Regions from separate parts of the Rattus norvegicus genome. Here region 2 is linked to region 1. A link is a contact called in public Hi-C data. All regions are on one chromosome and are shown on one strand. The core of a region is the stretch at or near the end of the contact, and the rest is flanking DNA. Distances in the headings are between cores, read along the strand shown. Region 1 overlaps Pde4b (phosphodiesterase 4B). Region 2 overlaps Pde4b (phosphodiesterase 4B).

The links. A called contact is a pair of places that touch in the nucleus more often than the background predicts.
Region 2: a Hi-C map of liver shows a contact between it and region 1, with 5 times the contacts expected there. The contact joins two enhancer-like sites. A contact is called at or near these places in 1 of 12 Hi-C or Micro-C datasets (liver) and 1 of 1 datasets of contacts at active chromatin or transcription factors (oligodendrocytes).

Annotation. Positions count from the first base shown.
Region 1 is chr5:122,236,683-122,243,179 of GRCr8, forward strand. All of the region lies in intron 3 of Pde4b (phosphodiesterase 4B), which reads left to right. Among named protein-coding and RNA genes, the nearest start is that of Pde4b, 210 kb to the left of the region's middle. Within about 2 kb of position 2,534, at least 31 of the 93 cell types and tissues checked have an H3K27ac peak or open chromatin away from gene starts, as enhancers often do. A contact at or near this core is called in liver, where this site is marked.
Region 2 is chr5:122,475,035-122,481,531 of GRCr8, forward strand. Pde4b (phosphodiesterase 4B) reads left to right here. Exons shown (of 17, transcript NM_001398935.1): 4 at 4,235-4,429. Among named protein-coding and RNA genes, the nearest start is that of Sgip1, 290 kb to the right of the region's middle. Within about 2 kb of position 4,032, at least 6 of the 93 cell types and tissues checked have an H3K27ac peak or open chromatin away from gene starts, as enhancers often do. A contact at or near this core is called in liver, where this site is marked.

The sequences.
Region 1 (6,497 bases), core at 1,284-3,783:
ACAAACAACCAGTTCAGCTTGGATAATGCTACTTGTATGAAAGTTTCCAGGGGTCATAGTTCAGTATTGGATAATCCACGTGTTCTTCTCCAAGACAATGTTTCTTCCAATCTCAGTATTGTTGAGTTGCCTACAGTTCTCATGAGGGGAGGAGGCCTTGTAGGCTTTCCTCATCCATGCTAGCATGTCCACTGTCATTATCCTTGTTCAGCTCATGTTTAGACAGTCATGGTTGTAAGACTTTATGGTTGTTGCTTCTGAGTATTTCTTGAAGACACAATTTCATAGCAAGCCCCATGAACCTCTGGCTTTTACAATCTTTCCATCCCATCTTCTGCCCTGTTTCCCAAGCCTTAGGTGTACGAGTTGGTTTGTAGAAAACCACAACCAATCAAAATGTACAGTCTGTGGAGCCTAGTCCCAACAGATACATCCTCAGAGGCTTTCAGTTGTAAGGTGGTTAAATCCCAAATATCCACTTAGCACACACGTACATTTGGTGCTGGGTGCAATCATACCAATTGTGGTCTGGTGCATACTTGTTCTGCCACCTTTACCCTAGATAGGAAGAAATGGATATTACATATCAGTATCTGCACAGTGGTCTAGTTGTCTGCAAAACATGACAGGCATTCAGGAAAACATAAAAGTCTTCTAAAAAGTTTTATGCTCAGTGTATTTTTTAAAACGCTGTCAGCTTTAATATATAATTACTCAAATACATTAGTCATATTTTTTAAAAATATACTTTTTTCTCTTACATATATGTGGTGTGTGTCTCCATGTATATATGTGCACTATTTATGTGCAGATGCCTACAGAGACCAAAATAAGACATTGAATCTCCTATAACTACTGTTACAAGTGATTGTGTGAAGTCCATTATGGCTGAGGCTAACAGGACTCGATCCTCTGCAATGAGTAATTTCAACTACTGAATCACCTCTTCGACCCTCATTTATGCAATGGTCGAAAACTTGGCTTTTGCCAAGTACTTTGTGCTTTGGGGGTCTTCCTGCACCCTCTCTGTCCTTTTGTTTTGTATATGTGACTGCTTTTCTTGTCTTTATATCTGTATACTGTATGTGTGCCTGATGCCCATGAAGTCAGAAGAGGCCATCATATCCCTTAGAACTGCAGGTATGGGCCATTGTCAGTAGCCATGTGGGTGCTGGGAATTGGACCCAGGTTCTTTGCAAGAATAACTAGTGCTCTTAACCACCGAAACATCTCCCAAGACCTGTTTCAAAATTCTGATGGCACTGCTGAATTTGTGCATGCTTGACATTTTTAAATGGTGTTTTTCATTTTCACTTCTTTCTTTTTGATTCAATTCTGCTCCTGTTAGGGTAAACATCTTCCTAGGCAATTAATCACTGTGGAATCTGGAGCACTAGCAGGAAGCAGGTAGTCTGCGACTGTGAGTGGAGAGGAAATCTTTCCCAAGGCAGAGAACAAGAATAACAGTATGTAAACTGTTCCACATTCGAAAGGGGGAAAGAGAAGGAGGATTATATTACATGCTTCTATCATTTAGCTAATTCTCTACTTCTCCACTTATAACTAGGGATATGAGGCTTTTTGATACTAGGCAACCAGGATACCAAGCAACTAAGAGATGGCCTATGTATTGTAATTTAGTTTGACATTTCTGGCAATGACCACAATCCAGTTCACCTCCTTTGTAACTAAGTTCCCAACTTTTGTGGGGAGACATCCGGTATAATCACACATCTCCTCATTGAGAGTCTCCTTACAGTGAGGGCCTGGCATCTAGTTAAGCATAATTGACTCAGGATGCTCAGTGTATGGGTCTATTGGGGAAATAAACATTACAGGGGAAACATTAATCTCTACTTATAGAATCTGACAGATTGGAAAGTATGAAGGGAAATGTGTTAGAAGATTACAAAGGACACTTTCCATACATTACCTCTCTGTAGAGGGAAATGGAAGGCGTCTAGCTGCCTCAGGCATGGAGCCATCTCTTCAGTCTTTCTTTCACCCTTTCATTTAAGTCAACCACCCACCTGTTTTACCTCCCGTATCTGCAGACCTCTCACCCTCCACTACAGTCTTCATCCTCTGACCACACACTATTGTTTTGTTCCCCTGTGATGACAAGCATGTACTATCTGCTTACAGAGCCCGTCTCTTGCTAGCAGTACTCCAGACTCCAGAGTGATTAATTTCTCAAAAAAAAAAGTCATCTAAGAAGGTTAACCTTTGTCCCTGATGTCCTCACATCACCAGTGTCCAATCCAGCTATTGATTTGTCTCAGTCCACAGATCTGCTAGCCCTGTGTTTTGTATGGCACTCTGTGATTCTGTGAGATCCTCCATCTGTTATCTTATTTCTGATACCTCATAATTTCCCACACTGCTCTCCTAGTTCCCTCTCCTGAAGTTAATCCTGTTAGAGATTTCTAAACAGTTTTTTCCTCCTGTTGCTACTGCAAGCTTGGAGGTTTCGGTGTGTGTGCACCGGGCGTCTTGGCTAGCTTTCCTGCTACACTGAGTTCCACCCACAGCTGAGACACAGGGATCACCCACTTTGCTGAGCACTGCCCTAGCTTGTTTGCCAGGGAGTTAGTGTCAATCCTAAACAGACTGGCTGTTCTTCCTGTTTTCTCATCTGATTTGCCATGGCCTCAACGCTGTATAGGTTGGGATGTCCTGAAGGATGTAGGTCAAGTTTTGGTTTGTTGTTCTCTGCACTCACTGCATAGACCATGCCTTAGACACATGATTTTAATCAGCATCCATATGATGGCGATCCCCATGTCTCTAGCTATAGCCATATCCTTCCTTAAATCTACCAGATTCTGCACAGGTAACATTCAGTACTTCTAAATTCCTATCATAGGTTTTGCCCTTCGCTGGTCCCAGGGTTCCCATTACAGTGAGATGCAATTCCATTTTTCTAATTGCTAAGGCTAGGAATCCTGAAATCTGGCATAGGACTCTGTGTTCTCTGACTGTTTGGGTACCTTCTGTTTTGAAGAGCCGAGTTCCCAAGTTAAATCAAACAGGAAAAATGAGACTTTAAGATACAGTATGACAGATAAAATGGTAAATGTACCACTCCAAAGTGGTAATTTTATGTTTAAAAGTAACATATGTATGCTATAACTCTCTCTCTCTCTCTCTCTCTCTCTCTCTCTCTCTCACACACACACACACACACACACACACACACACACACACACACACACACCCCACAGACACACACATACAAACACGTGACAGGAAGCCATGGAAAGTGATCTTATAGGAAGAGCACTATTAGTCAAATGCTAAGTGTCTTCCTCCACTCTCTTCACTATGCAATAAAATTTAATGTGTGCATGTGAGAGTTAGATCAGATAACTGACATGCAGAACAAAACAAATATTTATTTTTTTTCCTTTAAAAAATTAATATATTGACAACTTCCTAAATTCTCATTCTCATATTTATCAGATATATTTTTATGCATATTCTCTATATAAATCTCTGACATCCTGTTGTAATCGTCCTCGCCATACCTTACAGAGAAGTCCCGTCCCTCCCATTCATTCAGTAGTATCACATCCTGAAAGAACCACAGACCCTTTAGCTTATTTCTATGAATAGAAAGCTGGGTCAGTCTTTTACCCTGCAGGGCAGTTGTTGGTGAAAATTTATTCTTTAACCATAACTATGTCTCTTTGACTCACACTGGATCAGGGCTTCTTCTGTCATCAACACGGTAATGAAAACAATCCCTACTGAGTAAATGGTCAGAGACTTGTCCATTGAAATACATAAAGCAAAATCATCAATATCTTTTTGTCTGTCTGCTGCAGCCAGGTCATTGAAACAACAGCAGCAGCATGGAGATTTTTCTTTTTTACCATGGTAGAAATGTCATTTGAAGGGCATTGTGTGGTAATAAATATCAAGCATCGTTTTATTAAGCTAACCTCTTTGAGGACAGAGGCCATTTATTTTCCATATCTCATGACAACTGGCAAGCAGATGCTGAACTGGGGCTCTTATGTGTCTCAGTACTGAGAGAGCTGCCTTTTCATTGCATCTGGGATAGACTTATTTTGTTCCTGATTTTGCCATTCGGATATTGGCAGTCAGAGAGGAATCTAATAATATAACATCAGAAATTATAGGCTGTAGGGAACCCACACACATACTGTTTGTCAAACAATTAGGATATTTCTGAAGTGTGAACAGATGCACAAAAGAAATTAGCAAATAAAAAAACAACCCAATTTAAAAACATTTCAAATATGAAGGTAATTAATTAATATGTGATTTTTTTCCAGCTTATACTAATTAAAACCTCTATGGTCTTGGTCAAGTTTGAGATTTAGAGTTTACCATTGTTTAGTTTCTTGTATCAAAACAATGATAAATATCAAGTATTATGTCTTATCAATTTTTGCTCAGGTTAAGTTGCTGTTGTCTAAGCTTCAGTGCCAGAGAATTGTAGCCAAATTGTCACCAGTTGGGAACTCTTAAGGCCTGCTTAGTTTTCAATGATAAGCGATCTCCTGGAGAGTTTATGTGCTAAATATTTCCCAGTTTTGCAGTAGCACACATCAGGCATGGCTATTGTGTGCGGATGGGGATTTTCATTTTTAACATGTTCTCGAATTCTCTGGACATTTACTGTTTCCATCTGGTCCTCGTAAAAACATTTCACATTTGTAATGCAGCTCAGGTTCATGCCTGGACCGTCATTGTGATTCTACACATGACTCCAGTTTGACAGAACAAATATTCTTCAACTTTGGATTTGTGCTTGATTCTGCCTCTCTCTCTCTCTCTCTCTCTCTCTCTCTCTCTCTCTCTCTTCTCTCTCTTTCTCTCTCTCCCTTCCCTCCCTGCCTCCCTTCTTTCTTTCTTTCTACCCCTTTCTCTAAACTTAGAAATAAGATTTGATTGAAACACCTCATTTGTCTTCCAAACCAATCATAGCACGCACACCATGACAACAGGCACACTTCCCACTTGCCTCTGTGCAGTTTAAAGCTGCAGGAAAAGCAACTGCATTGAGCCCAGTCCAAGGGAACTGAGCAGTCGTCATAGTTTCTCGTCATTTCACAATCTGTTCTCAGTCATCACACATGGAGGAGTATTTTCAGGGATTTGAGCATTTTCATGAAGTAGCCAAACAAGTGGGATCCTCTTTGCTACATTGGTAGTACCCTGGGGAGCAGTGCAACCCAGAGTCCCTCGTTCCTAGGAAGTCCTTTGCTATGTCATTAGAGTACAGCCTACGGATGCGTTTAGCAAGCATCATTGAGCTTCTTATTTATGGCTGGTTGTGTGCCACCAGCTTCATAAATTCAAATCAATGACTTTAGATGCTATCAGTAGTCCCATTGAAGGATGGGGAAATTGAGACAAGAAAGTGAAAGGAATACAGCTAGCAAACAGGCAGCCCAGAATTTAAACCAAGTGTCTGGGCTTAGCTTCAGAATGGCTTAATTCTAAAACAATTTTGAACTATCCAGTTGTTTGGAACTACACATTCTAGAACATGATGCTCTTCCTCCCCTAGGCCTTATGCTTCATTCATAGCTGCTTCTCCTTGAGTGTTTGCTTGTTTTACAGTTCAATCAGGGATGAGTGCAATAATTATTTGAAATAGGCAGAAGCGAAGTTTATGAACTGAAACACTAGACAGTGGAGAGAAGAGTGCTATCCTTTCAGAGATCTAGAATGTCCCAGAACCTAAGGGAAAGGCCCAGATACTCTCAAGATGGTGGCATGGAATCTTCACTCTCAAGCTTGAAAGAACTGTCTTTATTTAACTTATTGCTCTTTAATGATACAGGTATTTGAAAGGCATGATTGTGGTAAAATATAAATAATATGAATTTACTCCCTTAACTGTCTCTAAGTGTATAATCTTTTTTTCAGTAATATATACATTCATCTTGTTCAGAGAACCTTGAGTCCAGTTTTTTCATCTTTCAGAAGCAAAATTTGGTAGCATTTAAACAACTTACGCTTTGTGCTCTTCCCTGGCTTCTGGTAACAAGAACATTTTGGTGGTGATGGTTTATTATTATTATTATTATTATTATTATTATTATTATTATTATTATCTTATTTGCTATGAACATTGGGATTACTGTCATCTTTTTGTTTTTTGTGACAAATACTATTATAAAGAGGAATGCTCAAATATCTGGGACCTTTCTTTCAATTCTTTGCAGCATGCACCTGGAAATAGAATTGCTGGATCCTATCACAATCCAGCTTTTAATTTTGTGAGGGGTTGACATATTGTTGTCCATAACAGCTGCACCACTGGACAATGGACAATGGACAATTGCACCAGGCTCTGATTCCTCCACATCCTTGCCAATATGTGCTGTTCTCGCTCTCTCTTTTTTCTGTAGTCATTTTAATAAATATGTGAAGAAATATTGCTGTAGTTTTGATTTGCATTCTCATAAACAATGACATTATATATTTTTCCACATTCTTCTTAATTTGTTTTTGTTTTA
Region 2 (6,497 bases), core at 2,782-5,281, 240 kb after region 1:
AGTATGTGTCTGTAACTGCATTGTTGGAATAGAGGAGCAACAGAGACAGGCAGAGCCCTGACAGTCACCATCCGGAAGTCTAGCCACGCCAACAGATTCCCTGGTAGGTAGAGAACAGCTGAGAAAGACATCTACCATTGACCTCTGGCTTCTGTACTGCTGCATGGATAGGTGGTTACATCTTCCCCTAACACACACACACACACACACACACACACACACACACACATGCACGCACACGCGCACTACTCACCCACCCACTCACCCACATACAGGTAGTACACACATACAAAATACTAAACGGCCAGCAATGGCCATTTTCTTCCTCCCCTATGTTTCACAGAGCTTTCTTGTACTGCTTATGTAATGTTTGGGTGTAAGGAAACCTAAAGATGAAATGTGTGCCCTCATTAAGGCAGAGACAGAAAATGCCCTAAATAAATGATAACCCTATTTATGTGTTTTTTTTCTCCCATTGTGGGCTTCCTGATTGTCTTCCGGTTTGTATGATATATTCATTTCACTTGTTAAGGCCTCCTTTAGTCTTTCTCTGGACCAACACTGCTCCCCTTACTCCTTTGATCTGTGGGATGTATTGTGACGTCTGCGCACTAATTTTTCTGTGACTGGGGCTGGTGTCTGGTTGGTGATTCACTTTTGTTGCGAAGCTGTACATCTGCGCTGGTTGCTTTGAGACAGTGCCCTGGGGCATGTGAAAGGCCGTTTGTCTCACTGAGACTGCTTCTCAGCAACTGAGACCTCTTCCCGGCTTCTTCTGAACTCCAGCAAGCTCTCTTTTGAGTTTAGGCTACAGGGTTACAGGGTAAAGAAAAAGAAGAAAAGAAAACGAAAGAGGAAAGAGTATGTGGGGGGAGGAATCTAGTGTCAGCTCGTCTAGCACATGTGCTTAGTAAGTGTGACAGGGCACCCCTCCCCCAGCCTCACTTTCTCCTGCTACTGTTTCATGGCTTAGCTGCTGCACAGCAGGAATGCTGACAGCATGAAGACGACGAGCCCTACTAGAAACCTCATGGAAAAAGTTCTAAGAGTCCGTGTACTTGGCCAGATACTGGTATAGGTACGGAGAGCATTGATAGTCGTAATAGTGGTATCACGCGAGCACTGACCAAAATGCTCAAGCTAGAGACTGCTTGGCATCCCAAACACTAACCCTTTGGTCTTGCCTATACTAGAGCTTCTGAATAGCCACTCTTAAAAGTATTCTGCTGGTTTAGTATCAAAAGGCTATGAAGATGTACCCCTAGATGAAAAATAATAATACAGTTACACGTGGAATTTAGAAGTTCACTCCACTCATAGACTTTGGCTGATCCTGGTTTCACCTTTTAAGAACCTGCCTTCTTTGCCATTAAGAAGAGTTCTGAAGGCTGGAGAGATGAGACAGTGGTTAAGAGTGCCAGCTACCCTTTCAGAGGTCCCAGGTTTGATTCCCAGCACCCACATGGTAGCTTTCAACCCTCTGTAACTCCGCTTTCTTCTGGCCTTCAGGGAAAGGGACACATATGTAATGCAAGACATATGAACAGGCAAATACCCATACATATACAGATAAATATTATATGTCCATATCTATATATATATATATCATATATGTATATCTATATCTATATATCATATATCTACATCTATATATCCTATATATCCATATCTATATATCATATATATATATATATGATGAAAAGTTCACAGACAAAATCAGGACTTACAGGTTCTACAGGATTTGAGGGTCACAAAGAATCCTCTTTACTAAGTAACCGTTCGGTGTCTCAACAGCTAGTAGAGATCTCACCCAAGGCAAGTTTGAATGTGCTTCACTGTCTTTCCACTTGTTGTGCAGTACAAGCCAGGCAGGCTGGCAAGAAAGTGAGTTCAAAGGATTTCATACTTGCCTGCAGCTTTGGGAAGGAGCCCATCCCAGACCACTTCTGAGAAGGTTCATCTGTGGAGTCTCGGAAGCCCTGGTACGTAGTAGGTGGCTGCAGCACCTGCTTGGCCCTTCGCCCAGGAATCCCCGTGTACTGCTTCCTGTCAGACTTCGTATGGAGTCTGAAAGCAGCTTTGATCAAAATTCTCCTCCTTCTGGTTCCACGGGAAGCTAGAGTTAAGGCAGTCTGCTGCCTCCTTCTGGCTTACTCAAGATGGCACGTTGGGTCCCTGGAGAATCATTCAAGGGTGCTCATAGACTGACTCTCACATACCAATTACAAGTGTTGTTAGAAAAGAAGTGGCCTTCCGTTATCCAGCACGCCGTTTTGAACTGAGGTTGAGAATAGCTGTAAAGACATGGAGTGGGAAAACAGGCCTTCCGGTGTTCCAGCTTGCAACCGGATTAGCTCTCCCTCATCAGTGGTCGTTGTATGTTTTCAGTTGCCCATCATCAAAGATGGCTCAAGACTATGAAATGGAAAAGTCTAGAAATAAATAGTTCATGAGTTTTAAATAGCATTTACCACAAATTCGTGTGTGTGTGTGTGTGTGTGTGTGTGTGTTTGTGTTTGTGTGTATTCCTGTAAACACATGTGTACACATGCTTGTGTAGGACGGAGGTCTTGGCACAGGGTCTGTCAGCAAACCTGGGCTTCACTGACGTGCGTAGACTAGCTGGCCAGTGAGCTTTCAGGACTCACTCCCGTACTGCCAGTGCTGGAATTACAGCTGTGACCCTGCACCTACTTCTTCACAGAGGCGCTTCGGCTGCAGAGTCTGATCTCTGTGTTTTCGCACTATTTATATCCACAGGGCTATGTCTCCATTTCTACAGTATAGTTTAGAATTGTCTTGGTCATAGTTGAAGTGAATCTCTTGCTGTGGCTGATTTACAAATTGTATCCCCAGTGTGTCTATACAGAAAAACACAGTATGCATGGAACGGCTGCTATGTTTCCTCAGACATCTGCTGAGGGTCTTAGGATGTATCACCTCCATCTCAGTGAGTACAGGGAAACCAGTGATCTAGCATGTTTCCTTAAACACGATACTGATGTTTGTTTTTCTTTGTCTTATTTACCTTCGATATAATGGAATCAGATTATATAGCTTGCAGAGTGTGTGGGGCTTAATGAAATAATATACCAGAAAGCACCTTGTAAATTTAAGAAATTTAAGCAAAAGTAAAACACACACACACACACACACACACACACACACACACACACACACACACCAGATTAGGATTTCTGAGAGGACTGTGGCAGCTAGGTAAGCATAAAGGAAGCTGAACTGGATAAAAGACCACCCACATTCCCCACCTCTTCCACAGTCTCTCAGCAAAAGGTCAACAGCGGAGCAGTGAGTGAGAGAAACTGGGGAAGGTGGTCTCTGTCCATTCAAAGCTACGTGGAGCTGTGCATGCAGAAAGAAACAAATGCTTATGGTTAAAGCAAACTTGGGAAGGACATGCCGCTCTAAGGTGATAACAGGCTGGGGCAGAAACAAGGGGCAAAACCCAAATGGCTCCTGCTGATGTTCAAGATGCCAAGCTTCTAAAATAGCACAGGGCCTGAAGGTACCTTCCCCAGGGAAGGGACAGTGATCAGACTCTCCCTGGCCCTGTGCTGTGACAGCCTATGATGGTATTCTTCTCCAGAGCCCCAGCTCAGCAGCCTGGGACAGTAATTTGGTGTTATCAGATTAATTAAGTCATTTATGTGGCTAAATTTACATATGAATATTAAATATCAGGCTGGGCCTCTCTAATCAGACAGCCAGTGTTTTCAGGGTAACACTTTGTTCCCAAAACATTCAGAAATATGCAAATTGGATTCTTTAATGAGGCTGTTATTTATGTAAGGAAGAAGTCTCCCAGCTAGGAAGACGCCTTCCCATGATATTTTTGTCTGACACCTAGAGCTGTGCTGGATTCCGCCCTCTGGAGTTGCTCGTTATCAACAACTTTATTTATTTATCTTCTGCTTCTGTGACATTTGGTCAGGCTCTGGAGAAGTCATAAGCTTTGCCCTTGGGTCCAAATTCTGGGTTACTATTTTACGACCAGGTTAGTAAACCTGGGTAATGAGTGGAGTTTGTGGAACTTGCCTTTCTATGGACAAAACAGGAAGCCTTGCAACCAAGACCTGTGCTACAGACTAAAACTCTCCGCAAAGCTTTGCGGGGTGAGCCTGGCACGCAGTGCCTGCCACCTGTAAGTTCTCCGTATCTGTGAACTGTCCTCTGCAGTTCTTAACTGACCAGACTTTCCCGCTTTCCTTTGAAGCTTTGATGTGGAAAATGGCCCTTCTCCAGGTCGGAGCCCACTGGACCCTCAAGCCAGCTCTTCTTCAGGACTGGTACTTCATGCCGCCTTCCCTGGGCACAGCCAACGCAGAGAGTCTTTTCTCTACAGATCCGACAGCGACTATGACTTGTCACCAAAAGCGATGTCAAGGAACTCCTCACTTCCCAGCGAACAGTAAGTAAACCTCTTCCGGTTCCCCTCTGGGTTCACCTCACCCTTGACCCTACTGAAGCAGCAGCAGCAACTGTGGCCATCCCAAGGGAGGAAGGGGAGAAACTGGACAAGTGACAAAGACATCCATCTTAAGAACTTGAGGAATATTGCCTAGGGTTCCCATGGTGCAAAAAGAAAACAAACCAAAAATCTCAAGCACAGTGCTCATGTCTGTTATCTGAAAAGTTCCACTGGGTTTATTTCCTGAACTGTTAAATCGTTTATGGAATGGAAACCTTACCACCTTTTGCAAATCATACTTGAATTTAGGGATGTAGGAGGTCTTGGGCTGGAACACAAATGGTGGTTGCTTACCAGCCTCATTCATTGGCCTTTGCTCAGTGACATTTAGCTAAGGGGTCATCCAGCCACATACCTGTGTCCCTTCTGTGAAACTTCATCATCATACTTACCCACCGACTGGCTCCTTGGACAGACAATAGTTTTGATTGGCTGATACTACTTGCAGATAACTGCTTTTTAATTTAAAGAATGACAAAGGTTTTGTATTGCCTGTTCGCTTAAGTTTCTGAACCCAAATAAAATTGGTTGCTGGAAGCCATGCCTTAAAAGGTTTCTGGGCACACACTCAATCATTTTTTGATGCTGTATGTTATGAAAGTATCAGTAACTCCCTAGAATCTCCAGTCTGGAAAAGTCCACTAGGTTCTTGTCCTCTGTTAAAAAGAAACCCCAAAAGATTCACCTTCTTGTAAAAAGGTAAGGAATGTTTTAAAGTTGGCAGTAGGAAAATATTTTGCAGAGTCCCTCTGCCAACAACTTTTATTGGAAGTACTCTAGTCTAGGAGTCGGAGAACTGGCTCAGCCATTAACAGCACTTGCCGTTCTCGCAGAGGTCCTAGGCTAAGTTGCCAGTACCCATATGGTTGTTCACAATTATCTGAAGCTCTGGTTCTAGGGGATCTAACACCCTCTTCTGGCCTCTGTGGGCACCATACACATGTATGGTTTGCATATATACATGCAGGCAAACACTTAAATGCATGTTAAAAAAACAAAAACCAAACAAATCTGGTTTTTAAAGTAGTATATAGTTATAAAACATTCCAATCATGAGTGGGCCAAAATCCACATTTTCTACTTATTCATAAAATATATATTGACTCTTCTATATACTTTGCAGTATGCTAGGCTGTAGGGGTCTTTTTAAAATGAGCAAAACAATATGAAACATCATAGAAGAGTTAAAATCAGATCTCATTCCTCAAAAGTCTGTGTGCTCTGAAGGAGACTATACTAATTGGTAATAAGAGAGACACACACCTGCACACTAAACTCCGAAGCACAGAAGGCCTCTCACATTGAATGAGCATGTGCTGAAGGCCAGGTTTCTTTACATGTGCTATCTGTTAGCCTAACCTCCAAACCATAGACACTGCCAAGCCTACATAGTCTGGATTTTATCATGGGAGAGCAAGAGACATGCAGTGAACTCAAAGTAAGCCCAGGTTCATTCCCAGGGCATTTTGCAAACAAAAGGCTAGCTTTGGAATGTGTGTTTCTCCTGGGTTAATTCCTACTCTACTAGTACACAAGCTCATTCAAAACACCACGAGGAGTCCTCAGCTCACTCAGCCTTTATAGAAGAGGTTAATTAAACCCTAGGTTAAATTCTTCTGTTTCTTATGTGGAATAAAAATAATGTGGAGAGTTTAAACTTGAAGATAATTTAAAACTTACAAGCCAGCTCTGTCTCTGGCTTATGAAACTGTAGTTGTGAATATCTGTATCCAGCATCCCTGTCACTTGCTTTGTCTCTTTATAATTTCATAGACCACTTAAACATTCCCTGTCATTTAGCACCTATACGATATTGCCAACTTCAGTTCTGAACAAGAAAGAACTGTGTGTGAAAATTATCTAGCATCATTCTTTTTAACTTTTTTATTTCTACTAGTCCCCCTAGTGTGTGTGTGTGTGTGTGTGTGTGTGTGTGCGTGTGTGTATGTGTGTGTATGTATGTTGCATGAATGCAAGTATGTGGGTGACTATGTGTGTATGTGATGTA